2 separate regions of the Macaca mulatta genome follow, and region 2 is linked to region 1. Evidence: chromatin contacts called from public Hi-C data. All regions are on one chromosome and are shown on one strand. Each heading gives the region's core, a stretch centred on a gene start, on an enhancer-like site or on the middle of the called end of the contact. The rest is flanking DNA. Distances are from core to core; before and after follow the strand shown. Region 1 holds the start of NEK9 (NIMA related kinase 9). Region 2 has its middle 16 kb from the start of FOS.

Region 1 (6,179 bases), core at 1,477-3,976:
GAGACTGACTCCTCTTATTTTTTCCTTTTAACAGACTTCAAAGGTTATGTGTACAATTTAGCATTATAATTTATCACAGGACAGGGGAAGTAAAGCATTACGACGTCGTCGTCACACTCAATTTGCATGATGTCAGTTCCAGGTAAAAATATGGGCTGGGCATAGGTCTCAAAAAGATTCTATTGAGGATACTATGACAGACTGCTAATCATGATGGTGATTATGGCAGGGCAATACTTGAGAGGTAGAGAACTGGGGAGCAATTATCTATAGTTGGTCACAGCTTCTAAAATGAAAATACTAAACTTGCCTCTAGTTTTATAAATTTAGACTTCCCTAGTTTTATAAATTTAGACTTACCCTTTCTGGATAAGTCATGCCCCCTTTTGCAACTCTATAATCTCTCACACTTTTATGTATCACATTTTCTTCCATTCCTGAAAACTTACCTGTAGCTCCTGATGTCTACCATCTTTTTTTTTTTTTGAGATAGAGTGCAGTCATAGCTCATTTCTGCTCTGAACTCCTGGGCTGAAGCAATCCTCCTACCTCAGCTTCCCCAGTAGTTAGGACTACAGGCATTGCACTGCCACACTCAGCTAAATTTTTTTTTTTTTTTTTTTTTTTTTTTAAGAGATGGAGTATCACTGTGTTGCCCAGGCTGGTCTAGAACTCCTGGCCTCAAGCGACCTGACCACCTTGGCCTCCCAGGTGTTGGGATTACAGGTATGAGCCACTGTGCCTGGCCTCATTTTTTGCTGACACTGCTTCCTAGCCCAGGAGCATCTCCACCAATGTAACCCTCCCCATCCTTTTGAATGCCTCTGCCAAGCCTTTACAATGTTTTTGAAAAGACTCTGATGAACCTTTTACTGTAACCATGCCTTTAATTTTTAGACCCCATACACTGAAATATTTGTCCATTCTTTTCATATCTCTACATATACAACTTAATGCTATGTGTTTACTAACAATGGCCAACTTTTCCTATTGAAATATAAGCTTCTAGAGGAAGAGTGCTTCTGAACTTCTGTAAATTCACAGACCTAATAAATATTTGGTGATATGGATAACGCTATGCAATTTTTGAGAAGTGTAATCAAATTTAACTCAAAACAAATCCAGTAATCAAGTTCAACAGGATAATAATAAAAAGGCAATGGGCAAGATGTGAGACTTTAGTTCTAGTCCAAGATTTACTTATAACTTAAGTGAGCAAGTGACTTAAGTATACTGTCTTAGTTTCTCTAACTAAAATATAGAAATAACAATCCTTATCTCCTCTTTCTCATTTGAGTGCAAAAAAGAAAACAGACTACTAAGAATAACTCTAACATCATACATTAACGTGGCTTCAGGATAAAAAAGAACACTTAAAAATATTTTCTTGCAACCACTTCTCTCCTTCTCCATCTTTCAGCCTTAAAAGTATGCTGGCTTGGAACACACACCAGAACTGCAGATGGATGGATCACTTTCGGCAACCCCAGCAAGTTCTCATTAAATGTTTACCCTAAAGTAAGATTTTATGATCAAAACCAGTATATCGTTAGTTTTTGGAAGTAGAATCATCACTGCAGGGTTTTACACTAGTATATATTCTTAACTTGGGATTCCGTGATCCATGGATCTCTCCAAAGGATGTGCCTATGTGCAAATGTGTTGATGGAGGGGGTAAGATTACTTTGCTTATGTTAGGTTCTCAAAGGGGTCCTTGTGCCCCCCAAATTAAGAACTAATGGCTTAGAATATACCAACAGAGTACTTCCCATGCATAAACCCTGTAGGATAAACACTGATAAAGAACCAACACACAAAGATCTTCCCAATGAGCTTCAAGAAAAGCTTCCAACTGAGTGATCACAGCTGATCTTAAAGATAATGACACAAACTACGGAGGTGCCACCGGTGTGGGGATTTTGAAGCTATGCCCGTCCTCCTCACCCCGACCTTGGAAAACTATATATACAGCATGAGGGGAAGGAAGTTTTGGCAATACCTCACATTCGTATACCACTTTAATTTACAGAACAAGCGCCTTCGTTTCATTCTCAAGATAATCTTAAAAAAAAAAAGGATGATTTCAAGGTATTATCAGTAAGCCCATTTTACAGATGGGGATGCTAAAGCTCAGAGACGGTTAGGTGACTTAGGCCAATCAAAAATGACTAGTTAGTCAAACCAATGATCTTGCCAATTTCTAGTGCCGATGAGTGGGAAGAGCGGTGAAGACCCTGACACATATATCCTGTGGGCGCCTAAAGCACTAAGCTCACGACGCTGAGAAAGCGGGGCCGGGAAGAAAGGACTCGGGGCGACCCGACAGCGCCAGACAGGACGGCAGGTGCCGAGGGCCGCTACCTCGGTGCGGCGGTACAGCGTGGCTTCCCCGAAGGCGCCGCGGCCCAGGACGCGGATAGGGATGTAGTGCAGCTCCTCCTGCTCCGCCGCGCCGCCGCCGGCTCGCGGCCCCTGACTAGCGCTAGGCCCCGGACTCGAGTCCCCGCAACCCCCGGACTCGCTCCCAAAGTCCGAGTTGATGGAATCGCAGTGTCGTTCGTACTCGCCCAGCACCGACATGGCGGCGACCGCGGGCCTTCGGGACCGGCCTGCGTATGGCCGGAGGCGCTAGCCGCGCTGCGTCCCGCTCGCTTCAGATGCCGGCCCGCGGATCCGTCAGCCCAGCAACCCCGCGAAGCTCCATGGTGGCTCCTGCCCCCTGACCCGGAAGCAGTTCTCTGTGTTTCCGGCCCGGCTGAGTTTCCCCCGCCTTTGTTTGACAGCTTGGCTAGTCTAGCGGCCAAGGCTTCCCGCTTTCGGGGAAGGCCTGCTAAGTGAGGCTTCGGGCTGGGATTGGCGGGCGCGTGGTGGGAACTGCGTGGAACCGAAGGGCTCCCACGGGAACAAGGGCATCACTGACAGTACGGCCTCTCGGGTCTCTTTACCCTCCTCTGCCTCCCTGGTCCGGTCCCCATACAACTTCGAGGTTCAGAGGTCGTCCAGTCTCATCTTGACCTCAGGTCTGTGACAAGAGGGTGATTGGGGAAGCATTCCCAGTGTACACCTTCTTTCACCTTTCAACGTTGGACAGCATTCTTTTTTAGAAAGATAGTATAGTAAAGATAATATGGCCGGACAAGGTGGCTTACGCCTGTAATCTCAGCATGTTAGGAGGCCGAGGTGGGCGGATCACCTGAGGTCAGGCGTTTGAGACCAGCCTGGCCAACTGGTGAAACCGCGTCTCTATAAAAATACAAAAATTATCCAGGCGTGGTGGCAGGCACCTGTAATCCCAGCTACTTGAGAGGCTGAGGCTGGAGAATCAATTGAATGGAAGGAGGAGGTTGTAGCGACCCGAGATCGCGCCACTACACTCCAGCCTGGATGACAGAGCAAGACTTTGTCTCAAAAAAAAAAAAAAAAAAGTAATATAGACAGCCTAAATGTCCGCCTCCTGTCATCTCAGTCCCTGGTTCCAGTTCTTTCTCCCAGAGCCATCCTAAGTCCCTCCCTCTTCTACACAACTCCAAAAATATTTTAAGTCAACTTTCCTGACACTTTCCTTCTCCCCCGTCTCTTTTTCCAGGTTCAGTTTATTCAGATTTTTCCAGATCTTTGACCATATGATCTCATGAAACATTGAGCATTCGGTGCCACACACTGTTTGGGAACAGGAGATCTGCAATAACATGCTCCCTACCGTCAAGTAGGAAAACAGCAATATGGTGAACAATAGGTGTTCCATCAGTTATGTGACCTTGGGCAACTTCTCATCTCCAAGCTTGTTTTTGAACTCTATAAAAAGTTGTGAGAATATGGTCTACATCACAGACATAACAGCTAACATTTATTGAGTGTTATGTTCTGGGTACTATGCTAAAGGTTTTTCACGTATTATCCCACATTATTATGTATTATCCTGTGTATTATGTATTATCCTAACATTCCCATTTTACAGAAACAGAGTCACCTAAGTTACCTGCTTAATGTGACAGACCTAGTAAGAGGGAGCTGGGAAGTTAAACCCAGCAATCTGAAAAAGCAGGACGTGATAGGGCTAAGAGAAAGCCATGTGACTAGCCGGGCGTGGTGGCTCACGCCTGTAATCCCAGCACTCTGGGAGGCCGAGGTGGGTCGATCACTTGAAGCCTGGAGTTCGATTCCAGCCTGGCCCACATGGTGAAACCCTGTTTCCACTAAAAATACAAAAATTAGCGGGTGTGCACACACCTGTAATCCCAGCTACTTGGGATGCTGAGACACAAGAATTGCTTGAACCGGGGAGGCGGAGGTTGCAGTGAGCCAAGATCATGCCACTGCACTTGAGCCTGGGTAACAGAGCGAGAACCTGTCTCAAATAAATACATAAAAATAAATTGTGTCATACGGATTTGTGAAAAGTTTCTACTTTAAGAGAGCTTACAATTCATGTAACAGAAAACCACCAGGCAATTAAAACAGTTTGTATAAGGGCTATAAAGTGCAAGATTCTAGAAAGGCATTTAGGAGGGGCATCTGTCCAAGCCAAACTTGCTGTGTGAGTGCAGGCTCCCTGGAGGAATATACAAAATGTTAAGTCCAATGGTGGCTAAATAAACTAGAGATATCATTCCAGGTAGAGGCCATTCCATCTACATCCTCCTATTAATTAGAAGGCACTTTGAGGATAGGTATTGCCTCTTGTTTATCTAGATAAACTCGAGTTTAGTTTGGCTTAAATCTGTTAATTCTATTAACTGTTAATTCTGTTATTCTTGGTTAATCTGTTAAACAGAAAAGATGCTCAATAGTTTCTCAGTTGAATGGGAAAAAAAATGACTTAAAATTGGGAATGTTGACTTTCAAAGAGGCTGAATAGATTTCAGCCAAAGCTTAAAAATTTATTTTTTTCTGGCACCTTTGCAACGAGGAACTAGTTTTCTATAACTTGGTTGGCCTGAAACTGAATTGTTCTAATGATAATGCATGGATACTACAAGCTTAGAAGAAACATGTCCTATTACAGAGCAGAGACATTCCTGCCGAATTCTTCATTATACTGGATCTAACTGAAACTAATTGTCTTACCTTTGAATATTCATAAGTTCAAAAATAGTCAACATTTATTCTAATGGTATAACTTTTTTTTTTTTGGAGACAGTCTCACTCTGCACCCAGGCTGAGTGCAGTGGCATGATCTCAGCTCACTGCAACCTCCACCTCCCAGGTTCAAGTGATTCTCATGCCTCAGCCTCCTGAGTAGCTGGGATTACAAGCATCTGCCACCACACCCAGCTAATTTTCATATTTTTAGTAGAGAGGGGTTCTGCCATGTTGGCCAGGCTGGTCTCGAACTCCTGACCTCAAGTGATTGGCCTGCCAAAGTGTTGGGATTACAGGCGTGAGCCACTGCACCTGGCCAAGGTGTAAAATTTTAAAGCGCCTTTGGCTGAAACCAAACTATTTCCACATTTTACTCTAACAAGTGAATGGTTAGAATGCTATTTTGCAGAAGTTTCCAATTTGTGAATGGCAAATTCCCAGGGGCCATAGAGTTACTGTCAAGATGAAAGAACCTACCAAAGACCAACCCAAGTTTATACCCTTCACTGTCTGCCACAGTAGCCACTAGCTACATGTAGCTACTGAACACTTGAATTGTGGCTAGTCTAATTTTAAGCTATCGATGTGGTATAGCTTGAAATACACACTGGATTTTCAAGATTTTACATGAAAAATGGAATACAAAACATCTCCTTAACCATTTTTATATTAACTATATGTTGAAATAATATTTTGGGTATATTAGGTTAAATATACTACTAAAAATAATTTTTGGCTGTGCGCGGTGGCTTATGCCTATAATCCCAGCATTCTGGAAGGCTGAGGTGAACAGACCACGAAGTCAGGAGTTCGAGACCATCTTGGCCAACATGGTGAAACCCTGTCTACTAAAAATACAAAAATTACCTGGGTGTGGTGGCATGTGCCTGTAATCCCAGCTACTTGGAGGCTGGAGAATCAGCAAATTTTTACCTGTTTTTACTTCTTTAATGTGATGCTAGAAAATTTAAAATTATACATGCATCTCAACATTATATGAGACACCACTGCAACAGACTGAATAAATGATTTATAAAGCATGTATTGGGCTGGGTGCAGTGGCTCATGCCTGTAATCCCAGCACTTTGTGAGGCTGA
Region 2 (6,373 bases), core at 962-3,461, 170 kb after region 1:
CTCAGAGCAAGGGCAGAGATCCCCAAACAGATGGTTTTTCCTTAATTCCTCAGGCTGGAGCAGAGTTTAAACCGAGCTGGAATCACTCCGACTCTGGCCACAACCTAATCTCTACATCCTGGCCTCCATCATTGGCTGGAAGCTGATTTGCTTCGTCCAAGGGCCTAGTTTGAGGGCATTCATGGCTTCTGCAAGTTTGAGCATCACTTGCTCCTGGTGCTGGCAGTGCCACTCAGCCATGGACTGGAGCACCACTTGGTTTGGAGCTTGTACCAATAGGAGCTGTAAGCCACGACCTCGGTGAGGTCTGAAGACTCTAGAGCCTTCAGTTGGAGCATGGCCTTGCTCATCGGTTCGATGTAAGGGATTATGTATCCGGGTCTGTTGGGGGAAGGGGATGAGAGCTCCCAGGTAGGGCATCCAGGCCAGCACTGGTCACACTCAGGTCTTTGAGCAGTCTGCCTTTTAAATAAACACTATGAGCTGGCAATTCTAATGTTGTCAGTGACAAAGTACTTCTTCCTGAAAATATCTTTTGTTGTTTTAAGTTCTAAACATTTGCTGGGATTACTATTGAGTTTGAATAATGTAATACGTACCCTTCATTTTTAAAAATTACTTAAAAAACAGAGATAACACAGTGACTGTGAGGACTGAATTTGGGTTGCTTCTGTTCCATGTAACCATTTGGAGTTTTTGTGTTTCAAATTTAAAACTGTGAAGCAGTGTGATACAGTGCTTTGCCATGTTTTTATTTGACAAATGCACATTTTAGTTAATACATCAAATATTTTTACTAGATTTGAAAATTATCTTTAAAATAGATAATTCCTTTTGCTTATTTTATTTATTTTTAAAAGAGGGTCTCCCAGTGTCACTCAGGCTGGAGTGCAGTGACTGCAATCAAGGCTCACTGCAGCCTCGACTGCCCTGGCCCAAGATCTTCCCACCTCAGCCTCCCAAGTAGCTGGGATCACAGGTGTGTGCTATTATGCCCAGCTAATTTTTTTATTTTTATTTTTGTAGAGTCGGGGTCTCCCTATGTTGCCCAGGCTGGTCTAGAACTCCTAGGCTCAACTGATCCTCCTGCCTTGGCCTCCCAAAGTGCTGGGATTACAGGCGTGGACCACAGTGCCTGGCCCCTTTTGTTTATTTTAAATCTAAGGAAGACTCGAGAAAAAAACATTACATCAGTAGTATGATTTAGGAGTTGCACTACTAATACTAGGTAAGTTTCTCTTGTGCTGCCTGGAAATAAAAATAAACACTCAACACTAACTTGGGGCTCACAACATGCTTGACACTGTTCCAAACACACACACACACACACACTCATTTTAAAAGTCCTCATCTACTCTTAAAGGTAGGTCCTGTTAGTCTGGGACCCAGAGATCTGCTCAAGATCATCCAACTGGAGTGGCAGCGCTGAAATTTGAGTCCAGGCAGTGTGGCTTCAATGCCTGAACTCTTAGCCATTATAAAGGAAAAACAAAGCAAAATCAGTATCCCCAACAACCTTGCAGGCAGGGAGGCCCTCAGAAGGGACAGGAGAGGCCGGGCGCGGTAATCCCGGCACTTTGAGAGGCCGAGGTGGGCGGATCACCTGAGGTAAGGAGTTCGAGACCAACCTGGCCAACGTGGTGAAATTCTGTCTCTACTAAAAATGTAAAAAATTAGCCGGGTACGGTGACGCGCACCTGTAGTTCCAGCTACTTGGGAGCCTGAGGCGGGAGAATCGCTTGAACCCGGGAGGCGGAGGTTGCAGTGAGCCGAGATCGCGCCAGGGCACTCCAGCCTGGGCGATCGAGCGAGAGTCCATCTCAAAAAAAAAAAAAAAAAAAAAAAGGAAAAGAAAAAGTAGGGACAGGAGGGTTTCCTTCCGTTCCTGACCAGCCCTTGCTGGCCCCTGGGCAGAGGCAGCGCCGGCTTCCAGGAACCTCAGGGAGGGACGTTTGGGAGTGCTCTCTCAGCGTCCCCTTCACCGCCCTCTCTACACCCTTGCCGCGCTCCTGTCCTCGTCCGCCAGGCCAAAGTTTCTCCTGGCCCTTCCCAGCTTCCGGCCCTTCGCTCCAGGCCAGGTCGCAGGGCCAGGCGGTGCCAGGAGCTCGCGAATCCTCTGTTTACTGTTTGGTTTCCACGGTGACACGTAGGCGCCGTCAGCGACTCCCGTCACCGCCCCGCAGCGCGGTCCCCACCCGGCGCCGTGACGTCGGCCCTCCGCTTCCGCTCTGCCCATATTTGGCTCAGCCACTGCGCAGCCGGCCCGGGATAGGCTGAGGGCGGGACTCCCGCCGCGCCCCGCCCCCGGTTCCTGCCCCGCCCCCTGGAATGCTGGGCAGAGGCTCCGAGCCACGAGACCCCCGCCCCCTGCCCCGGGACCCACCTGGGCGGAGGCGAGGGCAGGGGCGCTGGGGGCCCAGAGAGAGGACGCCGCGATTGATGGATGAGCTGTTTCCAGCATTCCTGTGCGTCTGCTGGTTGAGGCTGCAGTCAAGATTTGGGGCTGTCTCGTTTGTTGTGGGTGGGTGATCTGGGATCACGATTTTCTCACTCTGTGCCCGGAAATCATGCCATCCCTCGCCCAACGCTGTATTTTATAGGCTTCAACTCAAAATTTTCCTTCATGGCGCAATGGAAAGCTTTGAAGACCGCGGTTCTGGGGTCAGCGTTGCCTCTCGGGGGATAAGTGACCTTGGGAAGGCCACTTGCCTTTTCCTGGCCTGATAAAATGAACCGTGGGAGTGGTCCATAATGGTTGCAGCCTTGTCATCAGACTTGTGAGGGACTTCCATCACCCACTAACCACCCCCTCCCCAGGACATAACTGGAATATCAGTGAATTTCTTTGAGCATGGACCCCTACAGTTCTGCCCCCTGTGGTGACTGGATTTGTGTGTCTCTGCACCTTGCTCCTATTAGGCGCTTAATGAACTTTAGTTAACTGATTATTGAATGAATAATACGAATCACGTTCATAAATCCGGACCCCTGCAATTCCTCTTCCAGGCCGGGGGGCGGGGGCGGGGAGGGTAGGGGATGGGGGAGAATATTGCGATGATTAATAATCGCGCGGCAGGGTTGCTGATGTAAAGCGATTTGCAGATCTAAAGGGCAATAAGCATTCCTGGGAGAAATCCAGCGAGATTCCAGAAGTCTCTGAGGGAGCCGTGGGTGTGTACCGCCGGGCCCGGAGGGCGGGGGTGGGGCAGGCAGTGCCGCAGTGGCCACTGCTGGGGAGCCGATTGCAATTGCGAGGAGAAGCGTGGGGTTAATCCTTCAAGACGCCTGTCGCCATCCTCCCACCCCCATTCCTGCCCCCTAGATTCCCCAGTTCCTCTGGCTGAAGGAGTGTGTGTTTTCTAGAGTTTCAGAGCTGGAAGGCACATCGGAGACTTAATCTAATTTAACCTATTTCGCCAACAGGGAAATTAAAGCTCAGAGAAGTTGGTTCAACCATCCAAACTTGCACAGCTAGTTAGAAACTGATAAAAGTCAGGATATCTAGCTTCAAATAGTGTTCCACATCGCCTAGGTGCTTCTAACTTCCTGTGCTTCAGAACCCTGTTGCCTGGCTCAGCTGGTGGGTTGTACATTTAGGCTAAATATTGACTTCAGGGCTCTTAAAGAATGCCATTGTCATGTCTGCTGCCACACGCAGCCCTCACCATGACACCAGGGCCTAGGGGGATGGCCAATAATTGTGTACTTCCTAAAGCCTCAAGCACTCCTCCTTAGAGGGCTGGAATGGTCACCCCTGTCCAGGGAACAGGAGTTGGCTGTTCTGAAACTAGTCTTCGTCTAGCAGTTGGTCACTTTTCACAGTTACCCAAGCCTTGCATTAAACTTTTCTCAGCCAAGACTACAGCAGGAGGCATGAGTAGCCCTAACCCTTTTCTGCTGTTTGGAAGTCTTCTCAAGGCACACGGAGGTTCCTTGCTGGGGGTGGGGAAGAGTGCCTCTTTAATGCTGCTCTCTTTGTCTTTCCCCTTTCAGTCTCACCCAACTTCCTCTTAACTGGGGGTGTTTCTTCTCTAACTTCTAGGCTGAAAATGAAGGCAACTCGGACTAAGAAGACGACTGCTTTCCAACTGCCCTCTGGCCCTGCAGCCCGCGGATTTGAGGAAGGAGCTGGGATCCTTCCCCTTGCTCCCTGGTTGTTCTCGGAGTTACAGCAGCCCCGCGGCAGCTCTGCCTCCTAGTGCACATGTGAGGCAGCGCGCCCTTCTCATCCAGAAGCCTCCTCGCGGTGCTGCCAGCAAGGGAGTTTTTCTGTATTCACTCCGGTGGAACAAGCGAAACTTGACAACCCCAAGCCAAACCAAAACACACGAGCCATTGTAGCCTTTTCTGTCTTTGGTTTCTTTCTGAGGATCTGGTCGATTTGGATGCAGAAAACATGCCTGTTGCTGCTGCGAAGTCTGCTCTTTCTCTTCCTGCTATCCGAACCCTGCCCCTCCTTTCAAATTCAGGTCAGGTGCGGTGGCTCACCCCTGTAACCCCAGCACTTTGGGAAGCTGAGGCAGACGGATCACTTGAGGTCAGGCGTTTGAGACCAGCCTGGCCAACATGTTGAAACCCTGTCTCTGCTCAAAATACAGAATTTAGCTGGGCAAGGTGGCAGATGCCTGTAATCCCAGCTACTTGGGAAGCTGAGGCAGGAGAATTACTTGAACCCGGGAGATGGAGGTTGCAGTGAGCTGATATCAGGCCACTGCTCTTCAGCTTGGGTGACAAAGTGAGACTGTCTCAAAAAAAAAAAAAGCCTATTTCAAATTCCACCCCTTACCTAAACACTTTTCCTGACTTTCCTTTCCTATGCGTCTTTTTTGTTTTTTATTTTTGAGCTGGAATCTCACTGTGTCACCCAGGCTGGAGTGCAGTGTCGCAATCTCCGCTCACTGCAACCTCCGCCTCCCGGGTTCAAGCAATTCTGCCTCAGCCTCCCGAGTAGCTGGGATTACAGCCACCCGCCACCATGCCCAGCTGATTTTTTGTATTTTTAGTAGAGATGGGGTTTCATCATGTTTGTCAGGCTGGTCTCGAACTCCTGATCTCAAGTGATCCACCCGCCTTGGCCTCCCAAAGTGCTGGGGTTACAGGCATGAGCCACTGCGTCCAGCCATCCTATACGTCTTTTGAAATATGGCTGTACACAGGTTCCGCACCCAGTGTGCACTTATATAGTGTGTTTCTTTATTGGGGTCCAAGTCTGTACGTCTTTTTTGTTCACAGACCCCAGGGTGCCCAGCACAGGGCTGGGGACACAAACTGCTCTCAATAAGCCCTTGTTTATTGAATTGATTGATTAGTTTCCACAGAAACAACCCTGAGCTTTTGCTTCGATAAACCTTCCTAAAGAACTCTTAGTTCTTTAGGGACTCTGGATAGTGATCTAATCAAATATGGCCTTGCACAATAAGTCGTTTCACAAAGCAATTTCACAAGAGAACAGTAACATCACCCAGAGTGGGATGAGGAAGTCTGAAATTTGAAGAGGACTCTCAGAAAGATGAGGAGAGTGGCGGTGGTGTAGACAGGTCAAAGGACAAAGACTTAGGAGAGATGGGCCTCTGCTTCCGGGATAGAAGATGCAGCTCTAAGGTTAACTTCATATCCAGACTCTACCACTTGCTGTGTGTCCCTGGACAAGTTTACTCTTCTCTCTGTGCCTCAGTTTTCTCATCTGTATAAAAAGGCTGGGCGTGGTGGCTCCTGCCTGTAATCCCAGCACTTTGGGGGGCCAAGGTGGGAAGATCACCAGAGGTCAGGAGCTCGAGACCAGCCTGGACAACATGGTGAAACCCCATCTCTACTATAAATACCAAAATCAGCCGCGTGTGGTGGCACGCGCCTGTAGTCCCAGCTACTCTGGAGGCTGAGGCAAGAGAATTGCTTGAACTCAGGAGGCAGAGGTCGAAGTGAGCCAAGATCGCATCACTGTAGTCCAGCCTGGGTGACTGAGCAGACTCTGTCTCTAAAAAAAAAAAGTATCCATCTCATAGTGATACAATGAGGGTGAATTAGTTGGTATTTGTAAAGTGCTAAAGCAGCATCTTGCACCTCATAAGTACCATGTAACTGTTTGTAAATGAATTTTCCAGCTTAGCTGTCTTGTTGATGGAATGGGGGTTGATTATATGTGCTCTTGGTTCCCTCTAGCAGTGACCTTTCAGGGCAGTGCATAAGCTTCGGGGTCAGGCAGGTCTGGGTTGACTCCTATCTCTGTCGGTAGTTGTGTGACTTTGCGCAGATAACTTCTCGGAACCTCAATGTTCTTATCTGTGAAATGGGAATAATTGTGTCTATTTCAAAAGACTGTTGTAGGTATTGCGTGTTTGTAATGTGCCTGGCACAGAAGGAGCGTAATAAAGAG

What was found. A called contact is a pair of places that touch in the nucleus more often than the background predicts.
Region 2: a contact with region 1 is called in a Hi-C map of CD4 T cells, with 5 times the contacts expected there. The contact joins the enhancer-like site here to the promoter of NEK9 in region 1. A contact is called at or near these places in 11 of 14 Hi-C or Micro-C datasets (CD4 T cells, blood, cortical neurons and 6 more).

The regions. Positions count from the first base shown.
Region 1 is chr7:148,318,900-148,325,078 of T2T-MMU8v2.0, forward strand. It overlaps NEK9 (NIMA related kinase 9), which reads right to left and starts at 2,727. Exons shown (of 22, transcript NM_001265631.1): 1 at 2,362-2,727. The coding sequence starts at 2,580.
Region 2 is chr7:148,490,055-148,496,427 of T2T-MMU8v2.0, forward strand. No RefSeq gene overlaps it. Among named protein-coding and RNA genes, the nearest start is that of FOS, 16 kb to the left of the region's middle. Within about 2 kb of position 2,212, at least 37 of the 40 cell types and tissues checked have an H3K27ac peak or open chromatin away from gene starts, as enhancers often do. A contact at or near this core is called in CD4 T cells, blood, cortical neurons and 3 more, where this site is marked.